Regions from separate parts of the Callithrix jacchus genome. Here region 1 is linked to region 2. A link is a contact called in public Hi-C data. All regions are on one chromosome and are shown on one strand. The core of a region is the stretch at or near the end of the contact, and the rest is flanking DNA. Distances in the headings are between cores, read along the strand shown. Region 1 overlaps TOP6BL (TOP6B like initiator of meiotic double strand breaks). Region 2 overlaps SPTBN2 (spectrin beta, non-erythrocytic 2).

Region 1 (3,829 bases), core at 864-3,363, 150 kb before region 2:
TATATACCTGAGAGTTACAAACATGTCCACACAAGTGTTCATAACAGCATATTCATAATAGCTAAAAAGTAGAAAAAGCTTGTGTTCCACTAATTAATGGATAAACAATGTGGTATATCCATACAATGGACTATTATTCAGCCATACGAATGGATGAAATTATGTGTTACATGGTAATAACATAGATGAACCTTGGGAACATGCTAAATGAAAGAAGTCACACAAAGGCCACATGTTGTGTGGTTCCATCTATATGAAGTATCCAGAATAGGCAAATCAATAGAAATGGGAGGTATATTAGTGGTTGGCAGTGTTGAAGGAAGAGGGGAACTGGGACTCGCTGCGAACAGGTACTGCTCATGGCATGATGGAGAGGTTCTGGAATTTAGTGGTGATGGCTGCACAGCATAGTGAATATACTTAAAGCCAATGAGTTTTATTCTTTAAAATGGTACATTTTATGGCACATCAATTATCTCTATAAGACATCTATCATATATTGTTTAATAAAACAAGTTTTAGTTCCTAATTACATTCCAAGGAACATAAAAGGGGCAAAGATAACTAAAGATGTGAAGAAAGAAACTGGATATTTCCCAAACATTTTTTTTCTTGAGAGATACTCCTTTTTTTTCTTGCTTTAGCTTGGGAAATCTCATGTAATAGATAAACCTTTCTCCTATCTTGAAATTGGTCTGATCAAGGAATTACCTACATGGAAATACAAAGCTCTAGGCCTATCTGGGAGCCTTGCATGTCCTGCATTCATCATCTGTCCCTCGGATAAGACAGCCCTACTTCAAGATACACCTCCTTGGATTTTTGTTTCTTTTCTTTTCTTTTTGATATAGTCTTCCTCCCGTCGTGCAGCCTGGAGTGCAGTGGTGCAATCTCAGCTCACGGCAAACTTCACCTCCTGAGTTCAAGCAATTCTTCCTCAGCCTCCAGAGTAGCTGGGATTACAGGCATGCACCACCATGCCCAGCTAATTTTTGTATTTTTAGTAGAGATGGTTTCCCCATGTTCACCAGGCTGGTTGTGAACTCCTGATCTCAGGTGATCCACCCACCTCGGCCTCCCAAAGTGCTGGGATTACAGGCATGAGCCACTGTGCCCGGCCCCTCCTTGGATTTAACACTATAAGACATTTATTTCTAGTCCACTCCACCCCCTGCCCACCGGAAACAATGCCTTTCCTTAGAAAATTGCCTCCTTGTTACTACTGCTCATTCTGGGTTTAAGTTCTAACTCCCCTGACACACCTGTGACATTAAATCCTGGAGTACTATCTTGGTCACTCCTCCCTGGCCCACTGTCTCTTCCAACATTCAGACTTAAAATATCCACTCCTAGCCAGGTGCAGTGGTGCACACCTATAGTTTCAGCTACTCAGGAGGGTGACACAGGAGGATCACTTAAGCTTGAGGCTGTAGTGCATCGTGATCACACCTATGAATAGTCACTGCATTCCAGCCTGGGCAGCATAGTGAGAACCTGTCTCTAAACAAATAAAAACGATACCCTCTCCATTCTTACTCTGTAACACTCTAAATATATATTCCCTCGTTTTGTTTTCAATTTCTCAATAAAGCATATAGTAGATGGTTTTCTTTCCTATTACTCAAGAGGCCAGCTAAAACAGAATGGCCTACAGGTAAAAGAATCTGACCTATTATCCTTAGTCTTGTAGTTTTAGCTGAAGCCACTGGGTGCCACTCTTGTACCGCTAATAAGTTATTTATCACTAAATGGCCATTATGAGGAAAACCCTATGATCCTGAGTAGAGAGAGAAGCATGGGTTCTACCCAATGACCTGGATCACTCATCTTCCCTGGGCTTGCAGCCCAGTCCTCTATGTTAACAGTATTACCAGACTTCAGAGCCAGGAGATCTCAGTACAAATTCTAGCGTTGTATTTACTGACTGTGTGACTCTGGGCAAATTATGAAAGTTCTGTAACCAGTTTCCTCATCTGTAAAATGGTTAAACTGTGACCTAATTTATAACATCTTTGCAGAGATTAAAGTGAAAACCTTGGCACAGATTAGGGATTCAGTAAGTGTTTCTTCTAAGACCTATGACTACTGGTAAGAACTTGAGTTCACTAGCCATCTGCCAAGTTAATTGGGCTATGAATGGCCCTGAGGCTATGAGCCATGACTATAGCAAAAGAACAGGGTAAAAGAGGTCAGATTTTTTTTTTTTTTTTTTTTTTTTAAGACAGAGTCTTGCTCTGTCACCCTTGCTGGAGTACGGTGGTAGCACGATCTTGGCTCACTGCAGCCTCTGCCTCCTGGATTCAAGCAATTCTCATGTCTCAGCCTCCTGAGTAGCTGGGATTACAAGCGTGTGCCAACAGGCAAGGCTAATTTTTGTATTTTTAGTAGAGATGGGATTTCACCATGTTGGCCAAGCAGGTTTCAAACTCCTGACCTCAAGTGATCCACCTGCGTCAGCCTCCCAAAGTGCTGAGATTACAGGAGTGAGCCAATGCACCTGGCCCAGAATATTTTTTTTAGGTCTTACTGGGATATCACAGAGGCCCAAGTTAAAAGGACTTCACAGGCTGAAACACTCCTAGATCCTGAGTGGTCCCTAAATCCAATGACAGATACCTTTTTTTTTTCTTTTTTGAGACAGAGTCTCGCTGTATCACCCAGGCTGGAGTGCAGTAGCAACATCTCCGCTCACTGCGATCTCCACATCCCAGGTTCAAGCAATTCTCTGCCTTAGCCTCCTGAGTACCTGGGATTACAGGCACCTGCCACCACACCCAGCTAATTTTTTTGTATTTTTAGTAGAGACAGGGTTTCGCCATCTTGGGCAGGCTGGTCTTGAACTGACCTCATGATCCACCCACCTTGGTCTCCCAAAGTGCTGGGATTACAGGCATGAGCCACCGCACCTGGCCTAATTTTTGTATTTTTAGTAGAGACGGTGTTTCATCATGTTGGCCAGGATGGTCTTGATCACTTGACCTCATGATCCACCTGCCTCAGCCTCCCAAAGTACTGGAATTACAGGCATGAGCCACTGCGCCCAGCTGGCAGGTATCTTTATGAGAGAAAGGCACAGACCAGGTGTGGTGGCTCAGGCCTGTAATCTCAGCACTTTGGGAGGCCAAAGCAGGCAAATCACCTGAGGTCAGAAGTTTGAGACCAGTGTGGCCAACATGGCAAAACACTGTCACTACTAAAAATACGAAAATTAGCCGGGCATGGTGGTGGGCGCCTGTAATTCCAGCTACTCAGGAGGCTGAGGCAGGAGAATCACGTGAACTCTGGAGGTGGACGTTGCAGTGAGCTGAGATTGTACCACTGCATTCCAGTCTGGGTGACAGAGTGAGTCTCAGTCTCAAAAAAAAAAGAAGGCAGAAAGAAATTTGAGAGACGGGGAGAAAGCAACATGAAGATGGAGTACAGTTTGGAGTTACGCAGGCTACAGGAAGCCAAGGAACAGTTTCCATCAGAACCTAGAAGAGGCAAGGCAAGAAAGGATTCTCTAGAAACTTTGGAGGGGGTGTGGCCCTGCCAACACCTTGATTTTGGACTTCTGGCCTCCAGAACTGTGACAGAATAAATTTTGGTTGTTTTTAAACCTTCAAGTTTATGTTAATTTCTCACAGCATTCCCAGGAAATGGATACAAAGCATTTTAGCTTTATTTACTCAAGGTGTGGACGGCAGCTTTCCAAGTCCCTTTCCAGTCAGAGGGAAACTGGCAAGAGTATTTGTGGTGTACCAGCTGAAAGGAACAGCAGACACATTCCTGGGAAGTACATCCTAGAAGGCACAGCCAGCATGAAAAGGTGTGGTGAAGGGAGCACTCA
Region 2 (3,423 bases), core at 803-3,302:
GATCTGCAGCTTTCAAGATTTGGGAGGCCAGCAGATAACACCTTCAGCAGCATTTCCTAAAGTAATTTCTCTGGCTGGCCAGTATCAGAATCTCTAGATATATGTCTCAGTCAGGGTTAGAGTTAGGAGACAGACCCGCTAATAATTTGAAAACAAGAACTTCGGTAAAAAGTATTAATCAGTCCAGTCATGGTGGCTCATGCCTGTAATCCCAGCACTTTAGGAGGCCAAGGCAGGCGGATCACTTGAAGTCAGGAGTTCAAGACCAGCCTGGCCAACATGGTGACCACTAGCTCTACTAAAAATACAAAAATTAGCCAGGCGTTGTGGTGCATGCCTGTAATCCCAGCTACTTGGGAGGCTGAAACAGGAGAATGGCTTGAACCCAGGAGGTGGAAGTTGCAGTGAGCTGTGATGGTGCCATCGCACTCTAGCCTGGGCGACAGAGTGAGATTCTATCTCAAAAAAGTAGGAATTAGTAAAAGGTGGTAAAGAGAACTCTACAGCAGGGGTCAGAAAAATTTTTCAGTAAAGCACCAAATAGTAAATATTTGGGGCTTCGCGGGTCATAAGATCTGTCACAGCCCTTCAACTCTGCCCTTGTAAAAGCAGCTGTGGATTATATGTAAGATAAGGGTTGTGGCCAGGCGTGGTGGTTCACACCTGTAATCCCAGCACTTTGGGAAACCCCATCCCCACAAAAAAATACAAAAATTAGCCAGGCCTGGTGGTGGCATGTACCTGTAGTCCCAGATTCTCAGGAGGCTGAGGTGAGAAGATTGTCTGAGCCTGGGAAGTTGCAGCTGCAGTGGGCTGTGAGGGAGCCACTGCACTCCAGCCTGGGGGGCAGAACAAGACTTGTCTCAAAAATTTTTAAAAAAAGAGGTGCGGCTGTGGTCCAATAAAAACTTTATAAAGATAGGCAGTGAGCTGGACTTACTGGTCCCTGCTCTAAAGAATATAGAATGGGGGCCGTGCACGGTGGCTCATGCCTGTAATCCCAGCACTTTGGGAGGCCGAGGTGGGTGGATCATGAGGTCAAAAGATGGAGACCATCCTGGCCAACATGGTGAAACCCCGTCTCTACTAAAACTACAAAAATTAGCTGGGTGTGGTGGCGCGTGCCTGTAGTCCCAGTTACTCGGGATGCTGAGGTGAAAGAATTGCTTGAACCCGGATGCAGAGGTTGCAGTGAGTCGAGATTCACCACTGCGCTCCAGCCTGGCAACAGACCAAGATTCAGTGTCAAAAAAAAAAAAATATACAGAATAGGAAGTGTAGGGAGATGCTACCTGTGGGATCAAGGAGTCCCCCAGGAAGTAGCAAGATGGCTGAGTCTCAGACCTCCTCAGAGAGGGTAGAGACCCACTGAATAGCCTGGAAATTTTCTGGGGTGTCACAGGCCAGAGCAGGTCTGGAACTAGCAAGCCAAGGCTGGCCAGCAGGAAGTGGCCACTGGAGTGCAGCAAAACTTGCCAGAGAGTGACAGCCACCGGATCTCTTGCGCACTGTGGACAGTTGAGCTGTAGGAGGAAGAAAAGTACCTGGAAGGGTGGAATACTCATCCTCTAGGCACTGTGGTGTCCCTCCACCGCCCTCTGCTGACAAGGCCTAGCATTGCGCCCGCTGGCAAAGGAGGAATGTTTACAGGGACCAGTTCCTGTGTCTAAAGCAGGACCACGATGGATTGGGGATGAGACCAGCAGTTGATAACAGGCACAGTTATCACACTATCCTGGATTTTTTTATTTCAATCTTTTAGATTCGGGTATGCGTGTGCGGGTTTGTTATAAGGGTATACTGTGTGATGCTGAGGTTTGGGGTACAATTGAATCCATCACCCAGGTAAGGAGCACAGTACTCAATAGGGATTTTTCAACCTCCGCCCTTGGATTCTTGGGTACATAAAGTTTGAGATCCACTGATCCAGCCTATGAAGGGATGCTCTTCCTGGGGTGAGCCACAGCACCAAGCAGCCACAGTGGGCTGATAGAGATGCGTGTCTCTGCTAGGTGTGAAAGTGGAAATGCAGAGCTAACAGGCCCTTCCTCCTCACGGTTGCAGATGCTGGAGTGGGAGATGGCTGTGAGAGAGAAGGAGGTGGAGGCGATCCAGGCCCAGGCCAAAGCGCTGGCCCAGGAGGACCAGGGTGCAGGGGAGGTGGAGAGGACCTCAAGGGCCGTGGAGGAGAAGTTCAGGGCCTTGTGCCAGCCCATGCGGGAACGCTGCCAGCGTCTGCAGGCTTCTCGAGAGCAGCACCAGTTCCACCGGGACGTGGAAGATGAGATTGTGAGTCACTAAGGCCAAAGACAGCAAGCTTTCCAGCCTCCCTCCTGTATGCTGGGGAGATGCCAGCAGGGCTCTGTTCCCTCTTCTCTTTGGCATTAACAATCTCCCCTCTAGGGAGACTTGGGGATGTCCCCCAGAACCAGAGATGACTGTTCCCTACACATGTGGCAGTAGCCCCAGGTGTCCCCACTCCCAGTAACCAGTCCCTGGTGCTCGCTTTGCCCTCTGGGCCTCCACTGACCCCCTTTCTCTTCCAGTTGTGGGTGACAGAGCGGCTGCCCATGGCCAGCTCCATGGAACATGGCAAGGACCTGCCCAGTGTCCAGCTTCTCATGAAGAAAAACCAGGTGAGGCAGAGGCTGAAGGCAAAAGAGAAGTTCCCAGCAGCCTCCCCAGTCTTGGACGTGTGTTTTTTAGGATCAGGCCCCACCTTGATGTTGAGTACAATCCTGGGCTTCAGTGGCTCTCTCTCCTCCCTCCTTGGGAGGGTAGGTCCTCTCAGTGGGAGAGAATGAGGGCTGAGGGGCATTACCATTGCATTCCTGGGCTAGGAGAGGAAGCAGAGGACCCAGGCAGGAGAGAGGCACAGGGGTGAAGTGTGGTCTCCGGGAACATGTGAGGCTGGGGAGGACTTTCAGCATTTTCTCTTCCGTGGCCATGGGCAGACCCTGCAAAAAGAGATTCAAGGCCATGAGCCCCGGATCGCGGACCTGAGGGAGCGGCAGCATGTGCTAGGTGCAGCCGCGGCAGGCCCAGAGCTGGCTGAGCTGCAGGAAATGTGGAAACGCCTGGGCCATGAGCTGGAACTTCGAGGGAAGCGACTTGAGGAGGCCCTGCGAGCCCAGCAGTTCTACCGCGATGCTGCTGAGGCGGAGGCCTGGATGGGTGAGCAGGAGTTACACATGATGGGCCAGGAGAAGGCCAAGGTGAGGGCCAGGGCAGAGCCCGGGGTGTGTGGCCAGTTCTGCCCTCCCGCTGACCCACCGCCTGATGTCACTGTCCCCTCCCACCGTCCCTTCCCCCAGGATGAACTGAGTGCCCAGGCAGAGGTGAAGAAGCACCAGGTGCTGGAGCAAGCCCTGGCTGACTATGCACAGACCATCCACCAGCTGGCAGCCAGCAGCCAGGACATGA

What was found. Hi-C and Micro-C count contacts between places; a contact is called where the count stands out from the background.
Region 1: a contact with region 2 is called in a Hi-C map of skeletal muscle, with 17 times the contacts expected there. The contact joins two enhancer-like sites. A contact is called at or near these places in 3 of 3 Hi-C or Micro-C datasets (induced pluripotent stem cells and skeletal muscle).

Annotation. Positions count from the first base shown.
Region 1 is chr10:123,925,430-123,929,258 of calJac240_pri, reverse strand. All of the region lies in intron 12 of TOP6BL (TOP6B like initiator of meiotic double strand breaks), which reads right to left. All of the region lies in intron 1 of LOC128929010 (a long non-coding RNA gene), which reads left to right. Among named protein-coding and RNA genes, the nearest start is that of RCE1, 8.5 kb to the left of the region's middle. Within about 2 kb of position 2,113, at least 2 of the 16 cell types and tissues checked have an H3K27ac peak or open chromatin away from gene starts, as enhancers often do.
Region 2 is chr10:123,772,985-123,776,407 of calJac240_pri, reverse strand. It overlaps SPTBN2 (spectrin beta, non-erythrocytic 2), which reads left to right. Exons shown (of 37, transcript XM_078341475.1): 21 at 2,065-2,289; 22 at 2,547-2,636; 23 at 2,955-3,215; 24 at 3,315-3,423. Among named protein-coding and RNA genes, the nearest start is that of RBM4B, 16 kb to the right of the region's middle. Within about 2 kb of position 2,052, at least 4 of the 16 cell types and tissues checked have an H3K27ac peak or open chromatin away from gene starts, as enhancers often do.